Regions from separate parts of the Sus scrofa genome. Here region 2 is linked to region 1. Evidence: chromatin contacts called from public HiChIP or PLAC-seq data. All regions are on one chromosome and are shown on one strand. The core of a region is the stretch at or near the end of the contact, and the rest is flanking DNA. Distances in the headings are between cores, read along the strand shown. Region 1 holds the start of ZBTB43 (zinc finger and BTB domain-containing protein 43). Region 2 holds the start of RALGPS1 (ras-specific guanine nucleotide-releasing factor RalGPS1).

The links. HiChIP or PLAC-seq counts read pairs in DNA pulled down with a chosen protein or histone mark.
Region 2: an H3K27ac HiChIP or PLAC-seq map of alveolar macrophages shows a contact between it and region 1. The contact joins the promoter of RALGPS1 here to the promoter of ZBTB43 in region 1. A contact is called at or near these places in 1 of 5 promoter capture datasets (liver), 3 of 47 Hi-C or Micro-C datasets (heart right ventricle and skeletal muscle) and 2 of 2 datasets of contacts at active chromatin or transcription factors (alveolar macrophages and skeletal muscle).

What each region holds. Positions count from the first base shown.
Region 1 is chr1:267,389,118-267,394,003 of Sscrofa11.1, reverse strand. It overlaps ZBTB43 (zinc finger and BTB domain-containing protein 43), which reads right to left and starts at 2,429. Exons shown (of 2, transcript XM_021068980.1): 1 at 2,285-2,429.
Region 2 is chr1:267,435,176-267,440,061 of Sscrofa11.1, reverse strand. RALGPS1 (ras-specific guanine nucleotide-releasing factor RalGPS1) reads right to left here and starts at 2,996. Exons shown (of 20, transcript XM_021069060.1): 1 at 2,973-2,996. ZBTB34 (zinc finger and BTB domain-containing protein 34) reads right to left here and starts at 3,074. Exons shown (of 2, transcript XM_021069179.1): 1 at 2,973-3,074.

The sequences.
Region 1 (4,886 bases), core at 1,180-3,679:
ACTAGAGTATCATTTTTAAATGCCTAAATAAGTCTGAAAATGTAAAAAAGCACATGTAGTAGCTTAACTGGAAGTGTCCTCTTCCTTTGGTGACATAATCATGGTATCCAGGATTCACACAGGTGAATCAGCTGCTACCTCATATAAGAAAGCGCAATTAACTGCCTTACAGGCAAACTGATAGCTTAGGTAAGAGAACATAAAACAAAGGCCTCCTCCATCAGGAAACACAAACCAACATAATTTGTCATTATTGTGATAAAAGGGCTATTTTCCCAAATCTAAGTTTTCTTCTTGTGAAAAATAAAATCTTTCTCAAATTTCCTATAGATGCAGCCAATTTCTGCACTGAGTACAATGACTACGGAAGGAGAGTGAGAGTGGAAACTTGCTACAAGTAGAAATTTTCACTGAATTCTTTTAACAAAACTCCTTTTCTAAGGATCTTGGTTGTGGAAAGAGGACATCAAGAAACTAAAGGTTCAACTAACTGTTCCTAAAAGCTACAGAATGATTTTTTTCTTCTTTTTCAGGGCCACATCTGAGGCATATGGAGGTTCCCAGGCTAGAGGTGGAATCAGACCTGCAGTGGCAGCCTGGGGTAACACCGGATCCTTAACCCACTGAGCAAGGCCGGGGATCCAACCGGCATCCTCATGGATACTAGTCAGGTTCTTAACCTGCTAAGCCACAACTGGAACTCCCAGAACGAATTTTTAAAATCACATTTTCAAAGAGCTTGTCAGTTCCAGGAATCCACATTTAGCAATTTTCTTTTGTTATTGTGGTAAAATATACTTAACATAAAATTGGTGGCATTAAGTACATTCGTGTTGTTGTGCAACCATCATTATTACCTATTCCGGAACTCTGTCATCATCCCAAACTAAAACTCTGTATCCATTAGACAATAATTCTTCCATTCCTTCTCCCCGCCAGCCCCTGGTAAACTATATTCTATTTTCCGTCTCTGAATTTGCCTGTTAGATACCTTACGTAAGTGTGCCTCATATAATATTTGTTCTCTTGTGTCTGGCTTACCTCTCCAGTGAATACTTTTGTAAAGCAAAGACTGATCCCCAAATTATGAGGTTTCTCATAATTTAACTGTACACAGTGGCACAATCTCTGAACTAAGCATGTATGCTCTCCCAGAAATCCGGCTACTGTTCCACGAATCCTTCTAAGGGGCAGAGGATCTCAGATAGACCTTTCCTTTGCCTGTAGACAGGTATGGTTAAGCAGCTGTAAATCCAAGAGCAGGCTCCTTAGAACCCTGGAGGCCATGTGGATGGAGAAAAGGGAAGTAGGGAGCTGTGCAGGCCTGAAAAACCATGGGAAAGAAAAGGTAAGGATTCATCAAGCTACTATGGCCCTGAGATGGACTTCTCTCTGTTCTCCAGGAACTCCTGCACCCTGACACTTAGGTTGGGTGACACCTGTCAGAACTGAGGCCAGACCGCAGTCTAGTCGCTAAGAATGTCACCAAGTGCAGGAAGCTTCACAGGGTCATGAGTCACCTTCCATGGCTCAGAGGTCCGGGCAGGCCTGCCCCGCCCAGAGAAACCCAGTTAGGAGAGGCAGAAACAGAGAAACACACCACTGGCAGAGAGAGAGAAACATACAGCCAAAGAGCTGTACTGACAGGCCATGAATAAAAGAGAATAAGGACTAAAAGGGAAACACAGGATCAAAAGTTACAGAAGCAAAGTGTAAGCAGAAATAACGACAGGACCCATATACTCAGAGATGAGTTCCAGAGAAACAAAGTGGGGAAAAATACAAACTTGACAATGCCACAAAGTTGAAAGGCAAAAAGGGCAGGTGACAACAGGTGACACAGACAGCAAGAGCGGTGAAACAGACGTAAACAGAGACCGATTACAGCGCGGTCTGGACGTAGCCTTTCTCCCTGCCTTGATTCGAACCCGAAGCCGCCAAGCCTCGCCCACCCCGCGCCCCCAAAAGGCTGGCAGACAGACGGGGGGCAGGATCTCTAAGCGCCCTGGTCCGCCGAAGTCCGCTGCCGCGGGGTGACCTTGGGCAAGACGCTGCCTCGGGGGCCCTGGTGTCGCTGTACACGAAGTAGGCTGGCCGGATACAGCAGGAGTCGGACCCAGGTCGCCGGGACTCCAACGGCCCGCGCGCGGCTTAAACATCCCGGTGGGTGTAATGGGCCTGGCGGTGCCAGCGGTGCGCGCGCCGGGAACTGCAGAGAAGCCCTCAAACCTCTCCGGTTTCCTTTCCTGCCCTCATGCTACTCGTTGTCCCGACTCTGACATACCTGCCAAGGACTTGGCGCTCACATAGCCTGCAAGTAGGATACTTTCCGCCGCCGGCGCCAGGCCCGTTCAAGCCGTCGCAGCCGCGACCGCCCCAGTCTGCACCTCCCGCCCCCGGAAACGCTTGTCGGTCCCGCCCCCGAAACTGCCAGTGCTTCCGGAGGCGCATGCGGGACTCGCGTTCGGGGCGGGGCGTATGGAGCTTGCCCCGAGAGAGCTAGCGCCTGCGCAGTAGAGCCTGGACAGGTCGATCCGCAGGAGAGTTTCTGGGACAACTGCGGAATGTTCGGAGTCCTGAACACTTCGACCTATCAGCTTGTGTGGGAGGGACTGTGTCAAATCTTTTCGTCCCTCCACAGAGCCTTTATCTCGTGGTGGATGCTCAGTAAATGTTCAGTGAAAGGACCAAGTACCCTCTGTGTGGCAAATGTTGTGCCAGGCACCCCTAGGAAAAGCTTCATTTTGTTCAGATACCTGAGGAGATCTTTCGATCCTAGGGGAAGTAGACCTTCCTCCCAATTGGAGGGGATGGCTCATAATTAATCCAGACTATTCGTGGTAAACTCATTTTCATTAGCCAGTAGTTGGACTAGGCATAGGCATATGGCCAATATCTGGCCCATAATATTTATTATAGAAGTCATGGAGTGGGGCTTCTGGAAAATTTTTTGTTTATTTTGTTTTTGTTTTTACAAAGTCCAGTAGGACTTCTAGTTGAGTGTGCTCCTTAAGTGCTTTGCCACTTTTATTTTCTTCTGGTCTCTAAGCAGACATAAAGTTTGGAAGTTCAGTCGCTATCATATGCCTGTGATATACAAGCAATTCTAAGGCTAGCAAAGCAGAAAGATTGAGAGCGCCTGTGTCTCATACGACGTTAAGCTATAGTCTCAGCTTTAGACTGCTTCCCCCTGAATGTTTTTGGCATGAGCCTAATAAACTTCTTACTTGGGCTTTGTTTCTAGTAATATTATCAACTACATATCTCCAAATATAACAGCAACAAAATATATAAAATTGCTAGGAGAAATACTGAAAATATCCTTTGAAATATATGGATAAGCTTGTGAGAAAGTCAGGAGAACCATCTGAGGGCAGAAAGGAAGCAGAAACACAAGCCTAGGAAGTTAGAATTAATGCACAGGTACTGTCTGTCACCACTGACAAATATTTTGAAAATCATCTCTGGAGGTACGTAAACAATAATGGTGCTACAACTATGGGGGCATCTACCTGGGTCCAGGCAGAACAAGAGCCAAATTGGGACCTTTCTTGGGTCAGGTTGGGACCAAAGAAGGCATTATCTTCAAGCGAAGGATAAGCTAGAGGAAAAAAAAAAAATCTGCCCTGCCTAGGTAGGCAGCAAAGAAAATTGATTCTACCAGACGTTCTGTTGTGGCGCAGCAGAAATTAATCTGACTAGTATCCATGAGGATGCAGTTTTGATCCCTGGCCTCAATCAGTGGGCAGGGGATCTGGCATTACCATGAGCTGTGGTGTAGGTTGCAGACGTGGCTTGGATCCTGCATTGCTATGGATGTGGTGTAGGCCGGTAGCCGTAGCTCTGATACAATCCCCTAGCCTCAGAACTTCCATGGGCCACAGGTGCAGCCCTAAAAAACAAACAAGAAAAAGAAAATTGACTCTACCTTGGTTCCTGGTGGAGGGGTAAAACACTTCCCTAGTGGGTGTATGACTAAAGTCTGGTCATTACGTGGCTGCACTATGTGCATGGTCCAAGAGTCCAAGCTGAACATTTCAATTTATTTATTTATTTATTTTTTTGGGTTTTTTTTTTTTTTTTTTTTTTTTTTTGCTATTTCTTTGGGCCGCTCCCGCGGCATATGGAGGTTCCCAGGCTAGGGGTCGAATCGGAGCCACAGCCACTGGCCTACGCCAGAGCCACAGCAACGTGGGATCCGAGCCGCATCTGCAACCTACACCACAGGTCACGGCAACGCCGGATCGTTAACCCACTGAGCAAGGGCAGGGACCGAACCCGCAACCTCATGGTTCCTAGTCAGATTCGTTAACCACTGCGCCACGACGGGAACTCCTGAACATTTCAATTTAAAGAGGACCTGGAGGAGTTCCTGCGATGGCTCAGTGCAAATGAATCTGACTAGCATCCGTGAGAACACAGGGTCGATCCTGGCCTTGCTCAGTGGGTTGAGGATCTGGCATTGCCCTGAGCTGTGGTGTAGGTCACAGATGTGGCTCAGATCCTGCATTGCTGTGGCTATAGTGTAGGCCAACGGCTACAGCTCCAAGTCAACCCCTAGCCTGAGAACCTCCATGTGCCCAGGTGCAGCCCTAAAATAACAAAAATCAAATAAAATGGACCTGGATAGATAGTACCTATGGTACTTGGCCAAAACAAACACAAGTCCTCTGTGTAAGAATTCACTGTCTACGCGGGTCTCAAAGAATTCCCACAGATAAGCTTCCAAATGAATGTGAATTCACAATCAAACAACACAAAACCCATGAGCAGAGAAGACCAGCAGCCAATTTAAGTGTATAGCTCATTGGAAGGGTTAAATAACAAAGTAGATACAGCTGAAGAGAAATTAGTGGGCTAAAAAGTAGATTTGAAAATCAACTATA
Region 2 (4,886 bases), core at 1,747-4,246, 45 kb before region 1:
AATTAAACTGCCTTCAGTTGATGTCCATCACTAAGCTATATTCAGCAGTTTGTCAACTACAAAACATTAAATGGACGCAATTAAGAAGTCTGAAAAACATTAAGCAGAATTTAAAGAAAGATGAAAACTAATGGGGAAAACATAATGACGCATTCTAGGTTTGTGGTACTGACATTTTTGACAGGAGGAAGGTAGAAGCAGGATCCAGAGGCACGTAGAAAAGTCTCGGGAGCTACAATGAGGTTCAGCAGCCTATCATTTCTCCGCCTTGATAAATTTACACCTAATAATAATCATGATGATGATGAAAATGCATTAAGCAGTTACTCGGTGCTATAAACTTTGTTACCTCCTTCATATACTTTTCTTCACTTTAAAACTCCTAGCATCCTACAAAAGGGATTATATTACCCCCACACTACAGATGAGAAAACAGAGGCCCAGAGACATTGTATAAATGGTTCAAGTTCACTTGGCTAGTAAGCAGCCTTCCTGGGATTCAAACCCAGACGCGTCTGATTCCGAAGCTGATGTTCCTTCCCCAAGTCTCCAACTGAAGAGTTGCGACTTTTTCTTTTCCCATAATCCAGAGTAAATAAACGTTTTAATGTTTCAAAGATTCGCTTTACGTTATCTGCACGCAGAGAATGAAAGCTGAACACATCCACCTTGAATGGCAGCATTAGACATAAATGATATATGACAGAGAAAACTGGTAATAAAAGATTCTCCTTTAAAAAGGGGAGGCATTTCCTTTTTTTTCTTAAGAAGTCATTTACCAACAAAAATCAGGAAGTATTTGAGTATCTATTATAAAAGTCCAGCTACAGTATTAGATATTACAAGGGTTTCGAGAGAAGTATTAAGACATAATGCCCTCAAAAACGCCCACTCCAGTCGGAACAAGAGCAAGTTCAATAACCAGAGAACAAGTGCTGAATCCTGTGCTTTAGATTCTGAATGCCACAAAGGCATGGGGGTAGGGCAGTCAAGGAACACCCTCTGGAGGAAGTATATCTTCAGCAGGGGCTTGAAGGAAGTGAAATGGAGAATTTACACAGAGGAGAAGAAAAAGGAGGCCAGTACTTCAGAAGGGGGAAGAGAAGCAAAGCCGTAGAGGCAGTCATAAACTCACTTCTGCAGGAGACAGACCGGGAGAAGGAGAAGCAGGGAATAAGGTCCAGGTAGGCGAGGAGAGGCCAAACCAAGGGGAGCCCTAAAATGGCAGGGTGGGCGAGGTGGCAGGCCGAGGACCTACGCAGCTTTGAAGAGTGGTATAAATGCTGCAGGGCCTTTCAGCGGATCTCCCAGCCCTCTCTCCCTCCCCCTCCTGCAAAAGATCATGAACCACCCCTAATCTCCTGCCGCTCACCTCTGCCTTTAGAACAGTTTCAACTTTGGCCTAGTGTTCAAGTTCTTTCAGGAACTAGCCCAACCAATCTATCCTCTTGTTCCCTTCCTTTACGCACCCTTCTCTACCGGGAGACTGGTCTATTCACTAACTCCATAAGATCACTGGGCCTGATTCTTCTTTTCCTATCTGAATCCTACTCATCCTTTAGCAGCCAGCTGAAACCCCACCCCCGTCACTAAGCCCTCCCTGACCACTTGGCCTACAGTGACCTCTCCATCTCGCCTCCCACTTAATTCTAAAGCACACAGGCTTGTCTTATCAACCAATTACCTTTTCCCAGGTAAAGTCTTAGCACCAGGGTAAACCGCTCGGAGGCTGCAAGTGTGCCTTCTACTTCTTCCCCCCACCACATGGAACAGCATCTTGACATTTAATAAGCAAGCAAACACTCAACTCTTTTTTTGACTTCCTATATTAAGTTTGGCATTAGCATAAAGGAAGGATGGGGGAGGTGGTGGGGGGAACTTCTGAAGTCAGAGACCAGCTAAGAAGCTGTTGCAATAATCCAGATGTGAAGCAAAGAGGGCCTGACTGGGAACAAAGAGAAAATAGGCAAATATAAACAACAAAAAAATTTTTACATGCAAAAACTCTGCAGGATGGGACTGACTACTACTAGGAACAAAAGCAAAGGAAGAGTTACGACAAGGAAAGGTTTAGAGACGATTCTTGATTCATTTTAAAGCCTGTGTGAAACCAATTGTATTAAGTGGCTAAAAAGTCCATATTTGCAAAAAGTCTTCAGTGAAACGGTCCAATATCTCGAACCAGGGACAGCCCTTCCAATTTCAGACATACGGAGAATGGCAGAGCTGAAGGAGTCTTTAGAGAACTAATCTAAAACTCTTACTGATCAGATGGGGAAACTGAGGCCCAGCATGGAAGAGACATGCTGAAAGCCTCAAGACCGAGACTCCCAGCCTAATGACGCCCTAAGGCACAGCCATCTAGCCTAGAAGGACACTGTTTACACCCCCAGGCCAGCCCAGCCCACTGTAAAAGCAGGACCGTCTGAGGGTGAGAGTGACCATGGAGTCGTCCAGGGCCAAGCACGTCGCGTCGCCGCCTGTTTACCTGGAGAAAGGCGGAGGCGTGGGGCAGGGGTTCAGTGGAGGCCACCAGCAGGGCCGACCCCATGGCCCGGCCCAGGTCTCCAGGGGATTTAACTATTCGGCCTCCTCATACAAAAAGAGAGCGCCCCTGGAGCCAAGGGGCCCGGAAGCAGGGGATCCCAAGACGCCCGGGGCGGAGGCTGGAGAGCCCGGGGGCAGCTGGTCGAGCGGGACCCTCAGCCCCGCGAACAGCGTCCGGACTCCAGGGCCGAGTAGGGTTGGCCCCTCCAGGGCGCGCGCCTGGCCCAAGCAGGTGCCCGGGGCCTCCCGACCCCACCCGGCCTCGGCTTCTGCCCGCGCCGCCCGCCCGCCGGACTGACCAGGCGCTGAGGCTCCCGCCCCGCCGCGCCCAGAGGGAGCGGGACAGCGGCCGGGGACTGCCTCCCACCCCGCCGGCTCCGCCCGCGCCTAGCCCGCCGCCCGCCAGCCCCGCAGGCGCTTCTCACCTGCCGAGAGCGCCGCGCTCACATCGCCCGCCCGCGGCGCCCCCTCCGCCGCCGCCGGCGCCAGGCCCGTCCCCGCCGCTCCGGCTGCCGCCCCAGCCCGCGCCCCCCGCCCCCGGAAGCGCTTCCCGGCCCCGCCCCCTCGGCGCCGGCGCTTCCGGGCAGGCGCGGACCAGGGTGCGGGGCACACTGGCTGGGCCCCTCTCAGGGACACCGGATCCCGGATCCCGGATCCCGGTTCCCGTCCCGGCCGCGTCCAGGAGCCTCGCTGCGAACAAATGGGCTAGCGGCAACCTTGGTTTCGACTGGGGGAGGAGCGGCGGCAGCTCTGCGCCCCGTGGCCTCCCCGCCCGCCTTCTCCTGGGCGCCTCCTGCTGGTGGGAGGAGGGCTGCTCGGCGGGGCGCGCCCGGGCGCTCCGGGAGCGGGGTGGGTGAGAGGCCAGCACAGTCGACCCGCCATCACCCCGGGGCCTGCGCCTGCCCTCCGCTGGGACCCTCGCTCCCACAGCCCTTTAGATGCCTGCTCCTCACCCTACCCTGTAGTGGTTACTCATGGGTGGTTACTACCTACCAGACCCAGTCCTAACTGAGGACCTTGGGCAGATTTCCTCTTCCCGCAAAACGGATGTGAAAAGTCCAAACTTGGGGATACTGTTGCCAAAACGGCCTGTTTTAGTGGAGGAGGAAAAAAAAAAGTAGCTTTATTGCTTAGCCAGCCAAAGGCGGCCACAGCAGGCTAATGCCCTAAAGATTGTGTCCTCCTTTGGAAGAGGTGGTTTTGTAGTTTGGGGAATGGAAAACAGATCCAAGGTAAAGTTAGATGCAAGTTTGTATTTTTCAAAGGGGTGTCCTATTGGCGGTGGGACTGGTTCTGGTGGTCCTTTCTGGAATGAGGAATGCTTCATGAAGTAGTTAATACATTTCATTCGTTGGGGGTTTTAGTTCTGCAGAAGAGCTGGAAGGTATTGTTATGTATATTCCTGGGGGAGGAACCAGGACCCTGCCTACAGCCTGCACCATTGTTTTTTTTAACTGTTCCCCCCTCCTCCCTGTATCCCTTCCTTTCTCTAATTAGCAACTGTTTGAACCTACTTTTTGGAAGTCTGGGAAGAGGGAGGCTGGATGAGGCCTATTTCCTAAAAACAAAAAAGGAGGGACACACAAAGGCTTTTGTGCCCAAGACCCCCCCCCCCCCCCCGCAGGGCCCTGCTTGGTTTCAGTAGGAAGCTCCTGTCACAGACCAGGTCTCCAAAAAATGTGCATGTCCAGATCTTTCCAGATACCCAAGGGAGTGGGATCCTTGCTCAGCATTTTCCTCCCTGTCAGGCAAATTTAACAGCCTTTGAAGACCTTCCCTTCCCATTTTGGTGGACTCCTGAGAAGTTGTGGCTGAGGTTTATTTTCCTTTTTCTGACTTTGTGATAAAAATAAACGAGGAGTCAAAGATACCAGCTCCTCTTCAAGTTATAAAGCTGAGGCTTCTTGATGCCTACTTCATCCTTTGCATATGGGAAAGGCTGGGTCCACTAGCCACAGCTACCCTTTGTTGAATATGTTCAGGGCGCTCTGTAGACACTTTATGTGCCTGACCTCCTTTAAGACATAACCCCAGGAGGTAGCGATCTATTACTCTCCCCATTAATTAAGGAGGGGACTGAGGTTCAGAGAAGTTAAGTTTCATAGCTAAAGTCACACAGCTAGGAGTTCCCATCATGGCTCAGTGGTTAATGAATCCGACTAGGAACCATGAGGTTGCGGGTTCGATCCCTGACCTCCCTCAGTGGGTTAAGGATCCGGCATTGCCGTGAGCTGTGGTGTAGGGTGAGCTGTGGTGTAGGTCGCAGACCCGGCTTGGATCTGGTATTGCTGTGGTTCTGGCGTAGGCCAGCAGCAAGAACTCCGATTAGACCCCTAGTC